Linked DNA regions of Mus musculus: region 2 is linked to region 1. The links are chromatin contacts, called in public HiChIP or PLAC-seq maps. All regions are on one chromosome and are shown on one strand. The core of a region is the stretch at or near the end of the contact, and the rest is flanking DNA. Distances in the headings are between cores, read along the strand shown. Region 1 overlaps Nfkb1 (nuclear factor of kappa light polypeptide gene enhancer in B cells 1, p105). Region 2 has its middle 40 kb from the start of Nfkb1.

Region 1 (6,026 bases), core at 2,036-4,535:
TCCTCTGAGTAGCTGTGGCTACAGGCTGCTCGTGGTTTATATAAAGCTGCATTCTTCTGTACCATGGAAATTATTCTATAAAGTCTTTCCATATATAATGCCAATTCATGCCAGATGCGTACATCACTGTAATCTTTTTTAAAGATTTTTAACTGGCATTGTCGTTTATCCTATAATCGGGTAACCATTCATCCCATAAAATAGAACTATTCTTTCCATTACCTATAACCTCATGACCCCTGTGCAAGGCCAGTGCTAGGCTTGGCACCTTCTGGACAGAGGTGAGGTTCAGAAACTTGACTTTCAGAAGACACTGTAGCAGGATTGGGTTTTGCTCCAGGTTTGCCCAGGAGTCTTACTGTCACTCTGTCACATAACGAGGTTCCTACAGCAACCACAGTCAGTCTAGTGATGGTGCCCTAGAGCCCTCCTGGCCACACAGAATGGAAATGAGCTCTGCTCGGCTCCCTTTCCCTTGCCACTCAGGATTAGGAAAGAAAATAACTGCTTTCGAGAACTTTCCAACTGGCTATCAGCGCACAGAACTTTATCTCATTTTTCTTCTTCACAGATAAACAAAATGAGATCCATGCCTTGTTTCTGTTTGGTTTTGTTTGAGAGAGAGAGAGAGAGAGAGAATATCACTGTGTAACCTTGACCTTCTGGGACATTGTGGGTGGAGCTCACTACAGCTGGCTACAGAATGAGTTTTGGGAAGGCAGGCTTTTAAATTGTTTCTGAATATTTAAAGTATTTCCGAAACATCCCAGGTTTTTTTGGTACACACCTTTAATCCCAGCACTTTTTGTGAGTTTAAGGCCAACCAAAGCTACACAGCAAGACCCTGTCTCAAAAAGTAAATAGAGAAGGAAATATAAACTATGTCCAGAACATATTATTTGTGTTATAAACATTTATAGTTTTCCATTTCCTGCAGATAAGCCTTCTTCCTATTTTCCTTTTTTCTGCCCTATGTTGAGACAGTGAGCTATAGCTTAATAGATTTTCTACGTTTTTTTCCCTAGGCACCATAAACACCAAATTTAAAAATGGCCCTAAAGATTGTGCCAAGAGTGATGACGAGGAGAGTCTGACTCTCCCTGAGAAGGAAACTGAAGGTGAAGGGCCCAGCCTGCCCATGGCCTGCACCAAGACGGAACCCATCGCCTTGGCATCCACCATGGAAGACAAGGAGCAGGACATGGGATTTCAGGGTAGGTGAGCTTGCCCACGAGGGCTTCCAGGGACAGCTAGGGTGGGGTTTCAGGGTAGGTGAGCAAGCCCACGAGGGCTTCCAGGGACAGCTGGGGTGGGGTTTCAGGGTAGGTGAGCAAGCCCACAAGGGCTTCCAGGGACAGCTGGGTAGGGGCAATTCTAGGTACAGGAAGCTGTCTCCAGAAGACAGGTTTCCTTCCTGTTAATCTAAAGCTGATGAGTCAGCATCTCCTCTGAGTGCTCTGCACCGTGCCCTGTGCCCTGCAAGAGAGGCGTCCTGTGGATCCAGTCATCTTTGCAGCCTCAGCTCTGATTATAAAGTGCAGAAACTTGCATGTACATTGCCTAGTCTGTGCAGTTCTGGGTATGAGAAGAGGCAACTCACTTTGTCCCTGGCCCAGGTAACAAGTCTCCATGTCCTTCGCGCACCTCCCTCCCAGCAGCCGGCTCAGCTGCCACACTGAAGACGTTTGCCTGAAAATGGGAGTTTTCCTTTATTCTCTTGTCCTCCTTGAAGAAGTAGAATTGAAAGGGAACGTTCCATCTGAGCAGGCCTCATTGGCATATGAGTCATGATTCTCGATCAGACGCCATCTGTAAAGAGATAGTAACTATTTACACATAGTGGCCGTACACATGGTTACTATCACATATTTTTTTCCCTTTTTTCTGTTTTTAAAATACTTCTTCTGAGATGCACAGTATATGTGTACAGAGCCATATGGAAACAGGGTAGATTTGCCCATTTGGGTTGAGGTTAGTCTGCTGTCCCTTGACCTTAAGATAATAAAATTTCCAAAACCCCTGGGGTTTCTGAGACTGCCTGGCACCCAAGGGTGTGTTTCCTCACTTTGACTCAGACAGGATTCCAGAAGAGACTTTGTTTGTAAAGTGATTGGCTATTTAAAATTATGGCAAAAGCCAAGTACCCTGAGATTGGTTGCTCCCCTTCAATCATAGACACTGATTGTTCTTCTCAAAATAGCAGATGTTTCTAGATTGTTCCTCACAGACACTTTAAAATCAACCTCTTAACTGTATTATCTGTCAGTGAGACAATGCCCGAAATGCCCGATTGTGCTTGTTCTAGTCAACACAATCCAGAGGCAGCAAAAGGAGCATTTTCAGCTAAAATGGTGTGCCATGCCGCACACGCGGGGCGAGCAAATGACACTCAGCTGTGCTTGTGGGCATTACCTTGCAGATAACCTCTTTCTTGAGAAGGCTCTGCAGCTCGCCAGGCGACACGCCAACGCCCTTTTCGACTACGCAGTGACGGGGGATGTGAAGATGTTGCTGGCCGTGCAACGCCATCTCACCGCCGTGCAGGATGAGAATGGGGACAGGTGAGTTGAGTGGGGACTGTTGCACAGCAAGCTCTGTTTCAGGACGGGGAAAGGCAAGGATACTGCCCCCACAAACTGCCTTTGAAAGGGAGCTGCCCTCATCTGACAAGACCTCGAGTATGCTGTCTCCCTAGGCAAGAAGGCTCAGATGTGTGTAATCATGCTAATTTTACACCCCTGCTTTGTGTACTAAAATAGTAATTGAGAAAATTATTGACAGCCCTGCAAAGTCCCTGAAGTGTTATTGTCATAGTGTACCCAAGAAAGCCAGGTAAGAACAACATTAGTAGAGTAACTAAGAGGAAATGCCATTCTCTCCTAGCTACTAGCTGCTTCTCTGTGGCCTCTGTTAAGGGTCACGAGGATGTGAGTGGGTCAGGCTCTGCCTCAGCTCCAGGCCAGGCTGTGTGGGAGTCTGACATTCCAGATGCCATGCCTGCTGTCTCTTCCTGAGGTTCTGTGCACATAGCTACCTGGCTCCTTCCTAAATGGTTCTCTTAGTCCTTCCATTGAGACTTCTGAAATGATCTAAAAGCCTATAAATATAGCCAGAGACAGCAGTCTTGAGATTCAAGTGCTTTATCTAAGTGATCCTAAAATAGCGTTAACACTGAAAAGAAGCCCTTTGCTGTGGAAGCATTCTGGAGTGCTGTGTGCTGAGTCTCAGTTTAAAAACAAAGCGCTTTAGGAGAATGCCAACCTCAGGGGTTTCGTACAAGGACCTTTGTCCTCGTCACTTGCAGTGTAACTAAGGATGTGGTATAACCGCTGGTCTTATCCTACACAGTACAAGAGGAACCCAGACGACCTTCTGTGAAAAAAGCTCTGAATAACAGAAGGCGCCTTTAGAAGGAAATCATCCAGTTAGCATTCAATAGCAAATAACCACAAAACAGAGCAGATAACCAGAGCAGGACACCGGTGCTCCAAGGGTCATCTTTAAGGACTGGCGAAATTCATGAGTAGTGAGGGCGAGTGGATTAAGCAATTAGGAAGTGAGATGCTGCTGTCTGAAGGAGAGGCTGTGGAAAGGGATGCCAGGCACATGCAGTCCAGCAAGTGTGTGCAGAGGAATGCAGGAATGTGTGTGTAAGGACCTGGGTGTTCATGGGGCAGCTGAGACACTGGCCTTCATTCCCAAGTGGGTACAATACCCAGAGCCTCGTCAAGCCAAGACTTAAACAAGCAGGCTCCGTGTAAGGTTAGGGGTATGAGACCTGGGAGACACAGAGGACCCACTCAGGAGTATACATAAGGGACTATTCTGGTTTCTCTTCTTTATTCATCTTGTCATATTTGGCTTATAATCTGGACCCTGTCACCATTAGTCATCATAGAAATACAATAAAGAGAAACTATAGAACCCTCTGGTATCGGGGAACTTCCCCCAGGGGTATGAAGATCTGAAGGGGAGGGGACGTGCTTCTGTGAAGTGCTGAGCTGCACATGGAAATGTTGAAGTAGCTTTTGAAGCCCTTTTACTCGACGTGTGTCTGTCCGCATCACCTCTCACAAGCCTCCTGTCAGGGTCCCATCAGGAGCACCACAGGAGCCTGAGGTGTGGCTGCGGTGCTTCTCGTCAAAGCGTGCGTGCTTCACTTGCAGTTAACACAGGCCTGGGGTCATCTAAAGAGGCCACCATGATCTTCCCTGAGAAGTATTGCTAAGTGAAATATCTCAGGGATAAATAACAAGACCTTGTTTAGAAATAGAAGTCACTTCTCATTGTTACGGAGGAAGAGAGCTCGGCAGCTGAGTTTTCCCAAGCTGCTCCTAAGCCTAGGCATTACCTTTCTTCATGGTCTTGTATGTCAGGGAGAGACCAGGGAGAGCTGCCAGGGACAGAGGCATGGAGACAGAGCTGGCTTGGAGCTTAATGCCATTTGGTTTCCGACCCGGCAGGTGCCTTTGCACTTCATGTGTCTGGTCAGATGTTAACACTCCGGGGGCAGGTGGGCACGATCAGTGTGTAGTAGCCTGCGATAGGCAGTGGAGAGGAAGTTCTCCAGAGAAATAATGTCACCTCTGATCAGTACATTCAGTACATGGTAGGGCCAAGGAAAGCTACACATAGTAGCTAGTCTTCAGCTCCAGTCATTTCTTGACATGTTTTTGTTTCTGTCGCTTGCTACATCCCCAGTTAATTATTGCCACTGTGTGTCATTCCAGTGTCTTACACTTAGCCATCATCCACCTCCACGCTCAGCTTGTGAGGGATCTGCTGGAAGTCACATCTGGTTTGATCTCTGATGACATCATCAACATGAGAAATGACCTGTATCAGGTAAGCAGCCACCACAAGGCCGTCGAGAAGAGAAAAGGTTGCCTTAGTAACACGTGCGTGAGCTGTTCTCAGTGATGGGAAACAGGAAAACAGCATCTTCTCAGAAGTGGCATCTTAAAAGCATCCTTAGTTGGGAATGTCATTTTACAGAGAGATGGGTTGGGATCACGGGTTTGATGGCAATCACACTCCATGGAAATTCACCATCTTCTAGAAAAGGCAGACTTTAAGACCTAGAAGTCAGAGTTGATAAAGTTTTGAGGGCAAACCTTAGAGGGGAAAAAGTCACAGCTGTCAGGAGAGACATGTTAAAAAGAAATCCAAGTTTCAAAAGCCAGAGTTACAGAGACAAAGTTTGGAGCTGAGATGAAAGGATGGACCATCCAGAGACTGTCCCAGCCGGGGATCCATCCCATAATCAGCCACAAAACGCAGACACTATTGCATATGCCTGCAAGATTTTGCGGAAAGGACCCTGATATAGCTGTTTCTTGTGAGGCTATGCTGGGGCCTAGCAAACACACAAGTGGATGCTCACAGTCAGCTATTGGATGGATCACAGGGCTCCAAATGGAGGAGCTAGAGAAAACACCCAAGGAGCTGAAGGGGTCTGCAACCCTATAGGTGGAACAACAATATGAACTAACCAATACCCCCAGAGCTCATGTCTCTAGCTGCATATGTAGCAGAAAATGGCATAGTCGACCATCACTGGAAAGAGAGGCCCCTTGGTCTTACAAACTTTATATGCCCCAGTACAGGGGAACGCCAGGGCCAAGAAGCAGGAGTGGGTAGGTAGGGGAGCAGGGCGGGAGGAGGGTATAGGGGACTTTCGGGATAGCATTTGAAATGCAAATGAAGAAAATACCTAATAAAAAATTGGAAAAAAAGAATATTTTCAAATTAAAAAAAAAAAAGAATTTTGAGGTCTGCGGAAGGAAGGGTATTCGCACAGCAACTGGATCAAGTGTATGTCAAAGAAAGGCTCTGAGGTCAGCTCCTGGAGAGGTGAAAGGCTGTAAGAACAGGAAGAGGCACCTCAGAGTCCCATCCAGCTCAGGTGTGAGAAGGTAAGGGAGCCCCGAAAACTCCAGAGGAAACTACCTGGAGATGGCACAGTGAGCTGAGGACAGAGGCAGATGGTAGGGCAAAGCAAACCAGAAACTCCACTGGCAGACACA
Region 2 (6,026 bases), core at 2,035-4,534, 130 kb before region 1:
AGGAAAGCAAGCCATATGAGGACACCCATGGCACGGTCCCTGAGCAGACAGTAAGACAGGAGAGAAGGCTGGGGAAGAAATGAAAGAGCCGAATGTTACAAGCCTTGATCTCGATAGCTCATGAGTCACCCGAGGAAATGAGTTGCCTGTGAGTCCGAAGCTTGGGAGATGTTGGCTGGGGTTCCAAGCTTGACCATCAGCATCAGGTGGATGGGGTGAAATCCATGACGTTTCTCCAGCTCCTGGAGGCGTCTGCCCAGTTATGTCCCATTGACTCATTTTCTCCCTGGGTAGAGATTATCAAACGGACCTGAAAGTCACTTGAAGGCATGATCCCTTCTGTGTAAGTAAGCATTTGCTTAAATGACTAAATTATCGCTAAGATCACTTTGGGAAGACAACAGATAATAGTGCTTATTAACCTTTTAGAGAGAATTAAGTGACTGAAAATAATTGTAAGCTGTGGACTTACTCACTGAAAATTACACATAACAAACACCCCGATTTGGATTTCGGGAGGTCTGTAGATCCCAAAAACACCAGATTTGAAACGTTTTAATTTTTTTAAAATATATTGTTTTGTTTTGTGTGTATGAGTGTTTCGCCATCATGTATGTGTAACAGATGAATAAAAGGAGAACATGACCACTTTCAGGTATGGCTGAAGCTTTTATCGTAAATACGAGGGAGGGAGAGAAAGACCGGTTAGACGTTGGGGAAAATGGTTATGAAAAGCTTGAGAATCTTTTTGTTATTTCCCGTTTGGTTGGGTGGTTGGTTGATGACTGATTCTTGTTGTTGTTTTGCTTGTTTGTTTTGGGTTTTGGTTTTTGATGAGATAGACGAGAAAGAACAGAAGCATTGCAAAACAGAAAGAGGTGACTAACTAGCAACTTTCTGGGGGTGGAGAAAGCCTGTGAAGGAGATCATCAGAGCTCCAGGCAAGAATTTGGCTCTGAGAGGAAAAAGGAACAAGCGGGCCTCCAGTGCATACCTGAGAGGAGGTGGGGAGATGCCTGCTTCTCAGGAAGTATGCGGCAGGCCTGTCACCTGACAGACAACCAGGTTTCCGATTAAGAAACTAGGTGCGCTGATAAGGAGCCTGAGAGTTAAACATTAAGAATGATGAGTGTTTGAAGTAGAAACCAAAGAGCCGGTGAGGATCTAAAATGAAAGCATGTAAAATTCTATTGTCCTGAGCTGTGAAAAGGCTCCCTGAGAACCGCCAACATCACAGCAAAGAAAGTAGCAAAGGCACGTAGGTTCTACTGCCTATCTTAGCTAGGGTTTATGGTGCTGTGACAAGACTCCATGACCACAGCAACTCTTAGCAAAGAAAACTCTTATCCGGGGCTGGCTAATGGGTCAAAGGTTTAGGTATCATTATGGCAGGAAGCGTGGTGGCGACCTGACAGACATGGTACTGGAGAGTGTTAGCTGGAAGTTCTATATTTGGATCAGAAGGCAACAGGAAGAGAGAGATACTACTGGACCTGGCTTGAGAGTTTGAAACCTCAAAGCCCCACCCCCCAGTGACCCACTTCATCCAACAATTCCATACCCACTCCAACAAAGCCACACCTCCTTATAGCACCACTCCCTATAAGCCTATAGGGGCCATTTTCATTCAAACCATCACCCTGTTCCAGTATCAGTAGTATCTAGATGGATTCACTATAATTACTTCTTCACCAAAAATATATTAGACATTATAGTAGACATCATAGGTGGGATGTGTTTCATCCTTAGGGTTAATAGATAGATAATACATATCATATTGATAATAATTTCCAAGTTACATTTGATGTTTAGATATGCATAGGGGTACAATTGTTTGAATTACTGTTGTGTTTATCCATCATTAATATATGTTGTGTGGATGGTTGGATAAGTGTGTACATGCCTGACACAGCAGGCAGGTAGAGATTGGAGAGTGATGCGCTGGAGTGGCTTCCTTCCACCGTGTGTGTGTGTGTGTGTGTTTGTGTGTGTGTGTGTGTGTGTGTGTGTGTGTGTGTGTGCTGGGTATCGACCTCACTCAGGTCAGGCTTGGTCGCTGTGTTTTTGAACATTGATTTATTTTATTCTTCTTTGGGTGGGAGAGAACGTAAGTTGATTACATCTGTTTCTGCTTGTTAGAGTAGATGGAGGACACTTCACTTGCCACTGTGACTGGCACCAACTTTGATGGGACTAAAATCAAACGAGACTTAAAGCATCCATAGAATAAATCAAGCATTCTTCCGTAAGTGATTCCCTTTTTTAATCTTTCTATTTTAGCGTTGTTGGGTTCCCCCCCCCCCCTTGGATCCATCGTCAGTCCCTCCGCCTTGAGTCCTCACCTCAGCCCAACGTCCTTCCTATGTGATAAGGTTTTTAACCAGATCAGGTGCACAGAAATAGAAGTTACCACCGCACTTTCTAAGCATGGTGAAGCCCTGTTATAAACTAGTCAATCTGGCTGGTCTAGTTGTTTTCCTTTCTTTGTGCGGGCGAGGTGTTGAGTCTTTGTATTGCGTATCTGTACACATGCTTTAAATTTTTTCTTCATGTTGAGATCGTTTGAGAAAAATGTGGGTGGGGCGAAAGAAGATTCTGCTCTAAACTATTTAAAACCTTAAATCTTCAAACCTCAGGAGATAAATACAAGGTATTTAAGACTCCCATGAGTCATAGACTAAGAAAAAAAAATCTTAACCTGGAAAGAAAGAAATAATGTTTTCACCACATCTAACAAGATGTTCTGAGCTGTGGCTTTAATGTACATGTCCACGGCGCCACCTAATGGCTGGATCAATCTTAAAACTATCTCTCAATACAGTTAACCAGGTAATTCTCGAAATTGGGCATGAGGTGGCGCTAGAGTTCTTCTTAGATGAGCTCTGAAAGCCTTTACAAAGCAAGCTCACATTCAAGGGCATCCACCAGGGCTACACAGAGAAATCCTGTCTCGAAAAACAAAAACAAAAATAAAAACATAGAAATCGCAACAAACCACAACCTTACCCTAAAGTCGTGAACATTCACTAACTTATCCCGTTTCCTTTTTATCATATTTTTTTATTTTTTATTTATTTTATTTTTATTTTTATTTTATATTTTATTTTACTACTTTATTCTGTTGATGAATAAAAATCTACCTTGAAATACAAATCCACAATGTGTCATTTAGGAGGTGACTCAGGTCCGTCACCTGAACCGTCTGTGTCCCCACAAGGGTGGGAATGCAACTGTCACTGTCACTGTCACTGTGTGAGTGAAGCCTTCCTTAGATTCCATTACAGAACGAGGTAAAGCGCTGAAGAGTGATAGCAGTAGTAATGGTGATTGACAGCTGGGCGTGTCCCCACTGAACACTGAATGAGTAAAGCCACACTTTCTAAGGGAAAGCAAAGGAGACTGACCGTGCATTCTGACCACCGACCAAAGCTGCACCATTTGTCCGCATAAAGCGATGGAGGGATGAGAAAAATGAAAGAAAGGAGAGAGCAGCATTATAAATAACTAATGTAAGCAAATACTGTTAGTCCTTCCAGCTCACAGATGGTGATGGATAGTTTCCAGAATATGGCTTGAATGTGGCTCTAGTGCCCAACTGATAGCTCCTTGGAATGTCCAAGTGTTGGTTGGTATTGTAATTCATTTAGACAGGGGGGGAGAAGGGGGAAAGGAAGGAAGGAAGGGAGGGAGGGAGGGAGGGAGGGAGGGAGGGAGGATAAATTTCTTCTCATCAGGGTCATTCTAAGACCCAGATTCCCAGAGTGACTGACCTCAGTGACTGCCACACCCTAAGAAACAATTCTTTCCACACTTCCAGCCCCTGCAAAGTCTCTACAATAAAAATGGCAAGTCATTTTAGCCACATAGAAAACATGATGCATGTGTTCGCTCGCTATATTCGGGAATCCAATTATACACTGTTTTCTGTGAGATGCAGCATGGCAATCATAAACCGTTTCCTTCTCAAATGAACACTCGTATCAGCATCTCCAGCTCACCCCACAGCAATGTTAGGGAGCAGTGGGTGGGAGGAAATGGGCGTCTGTTCCCCAACCGACCACTATTTAAAACCATGGCTTACACATTTGTGGATTGCTGAATGTGTGTTCACGATATAGTTTCACAGAGTGACTTTCAGATCTTGGAATTAACCCTTCTTGAGTTTAGCACACATAGGTAGACATGTACATATCCTGGAAATATAGATACCCCAAGGAGCATATGTCATAAACACTTTATGGCAAAGAACATCCCAGATAGCCAAAATGAAGGGCCTGGCTATCACTTCCTGTGAGTGCTCGGAGCGCTCTCTGGCTGCTTGTGCCATAGCCTCTGGGTAACAAGGAATGTTTGCAACTTCTTCAAGTCCAGGCTGCATCATCACAACAACCATTTTACTCACCGAGACAAAAAAATCAGATGTCAGCTATCTGCTTCATTGGCATATCAGGAAATAAAAAGCCATTGCCACTGTAAGAAACCCTGACCTGTTGAAATGCCTTGGAGGCGTGCCTCGGTGCTAATTAAAATAATAGACACTGTCACATGAGGCAGTTATTTTCCAGAAAACAGCTGACGTGTTCTGTGTTCAGCTTGGCAAAACTCCTGGCCAGTTTCGCAACAATGTTTATTCCAGGCTGAGATCATTTTAATAGGAAAAGGGGGGATAAAAAAGAAGGAAAAAGAAAGGAAGGATGGAAGAGACTGAGAAAGAGAGGGGAAGAAATCAGAGAGAGGAGAGATGGGGAGACAGTAAAGAGGGAGGGAGGAAGAAAGAATTCTTAGGTAATTGAAAAGCGTTTCACGGTGTCTTTCAACATTATCATCAGACACCCTCCCAATCCTGTAATGAATTTTTCCAAATTACAGAGATGATGTATTTTTACGAGAGATTATGAATATAAAGTACCTTAGCCTCAGTATTAACGAATAGTGTTACATTGGCCCAAGGTGAGGTATGAAAGAACATAATAATCTCCTTAGTTCACACATGTGATTGTAAAGAAAACTGAGTCACAATGAAAGTTTATATTTGCAAAGCTTTACAGAGAGGAAAACACAGAGCAAACATTTAAGAATACAGAAAGCCAAGGCCATAGATTACAGGCTCCATTCTGGCGGCTCCTGAGACCTGTGGCCTCTTTGCTGTGTCCTGGAGCTGGGCTGCCCAAGCAAGCACAACCGCTCACACACCCAGGGAGAGTGGGGCTTTGCCAAGCAGGGCTGATATGCCGGTCCTGTCTGGTAAGAAGATCCCAACGTGCTCCTCCTGGCACACGGTTTGCTTCTGACTTCTGAGTCCCAGCGGAGGCAAAGAGGGCAAACTCTTCTTCATTGTTTTATTCAGAGTTTGGCATGCTCCCTATGGAGAAAGTGGAAATTGCTTTCTTGACTTTAGTGTGCAGGGGTCTATTTAGGGATTGAGATTCACTATTTAACTAGTGTTTCTGTGAAAATGTCTGGATGTTGAACCCTGAAAAGAAACACAGCAGTGTGGAGTTGGTTTCAAACTTCCCGTGGCTCCCGTGGCTCCCGTGGCCCCCGTGGCTTCATTGCGCTTCTGGTTTTTTTTTTTTTTTTTGAATCTTTGGTTCTAAGGAAGAATGTCTACTTCTACAAGCTTCTTGACAACGGTAATTATCCCAGGAAGCTTGGCAGGCTGTATAATTTTGCGATCTCATACATTTGCTTTAAATGCTCATTCAACAAGCCACGTGCAAGGAAGGCTGGAAAAGTGGGGCAAACTTGGCTTAGGCAAAAAGGGTGACTCTCCTGACTTTACTCAACCCTCTTTCAGAAAGCTTCCCGACGATCGGGGATAATGCCCGTTGCGGGGGTAAGCGGTTTATGCGATAATTTCTAACCAATAAAATTCTCCGCCACTGCTCAACAGAACAGGACAGGATATCAGCACGCCGGCATTTTGCTCATCACTGTTCTTACAATTTGGGTAGGGATTCTGTTCTTGTGGATGAAACGCAGCAGAGGCTGGTGAGAGGGCTTCAGCTGGTAAGGGTGCTTAATGC

What was found. HiChIP or PLAC-seq counts read pairs in DNA pulled down with a chosen protein or histone mark.
Region 2: a contact with region 1 is called in a BATF HiChIP or PLAC-seq map of CD8 T cells, with 33 read pairs. The contact joins two enhancer-like sites. A contact is called at or near these places in 2 of 39 promoter capture datasets (the C10 cell line and liver), 2 of 15 datasets of contacts at CTCF or cohesin (CD8 T cells and pro-B cells), 25 of 484 Hi-C or Micro-C datasets (B cells, CD4 T cells, CD8 T cells and 13 more), 11 of 115 datasets of contacts at active chromatin or transcription factors (CD8 T cells, the SCID.adh cell line, T-cell acute lymphoblastic leukemia and 7 more) and 4 of 9 other capture datasets (adipose tissue, embryonic stem cells, liver and 1 more).

Annotation. Positions count from the first base shown.
Region 1 is chr3:135,600,245-135,606,270 of GRCm38.p6, reverse strand. Nfkb1 (nuclear factor of kappa light polypeptide gene enhancer in B cells 1, p105) reads left to right here. Exons shown (of 25, transcript NM_008689.2): 15 at 1,026-1,214; 16 at 2,420-2,561; 17 at 4,731-4,845. Among named protein-coding and RNA genes, the nearest start is that of Gm46827, 5.2 kb to the left of the region's middle. Within about 2 kb of position 3,285, at least 89 of the 459 cell types and tissues checked have an H3K27ac peak or open chromatin away from gene starts, as enhancers often do. A contact at or near this core is called in CD8 T cells, Th17 cells and regulatory T cells, where this site is marked.
Region 2 is chr3:135,728,294-135,734,319 of GRCm38.p6, reverse strand. No RefSeq gene overlaps it. Among named protein-coding and RNA genes, the nearest start is that of Nfkb1, 40 kb to the right of the region's middle. Within about 2 kb of position 3,284, at least 57 of the 459 cell types and tissues checked have an H3K27ac peak or open chromatin away from gene starts, as enhancers often do. A contact at or near this core is called in CD8 T cells, Th17 cells and regulatory T cells, where this site is marked.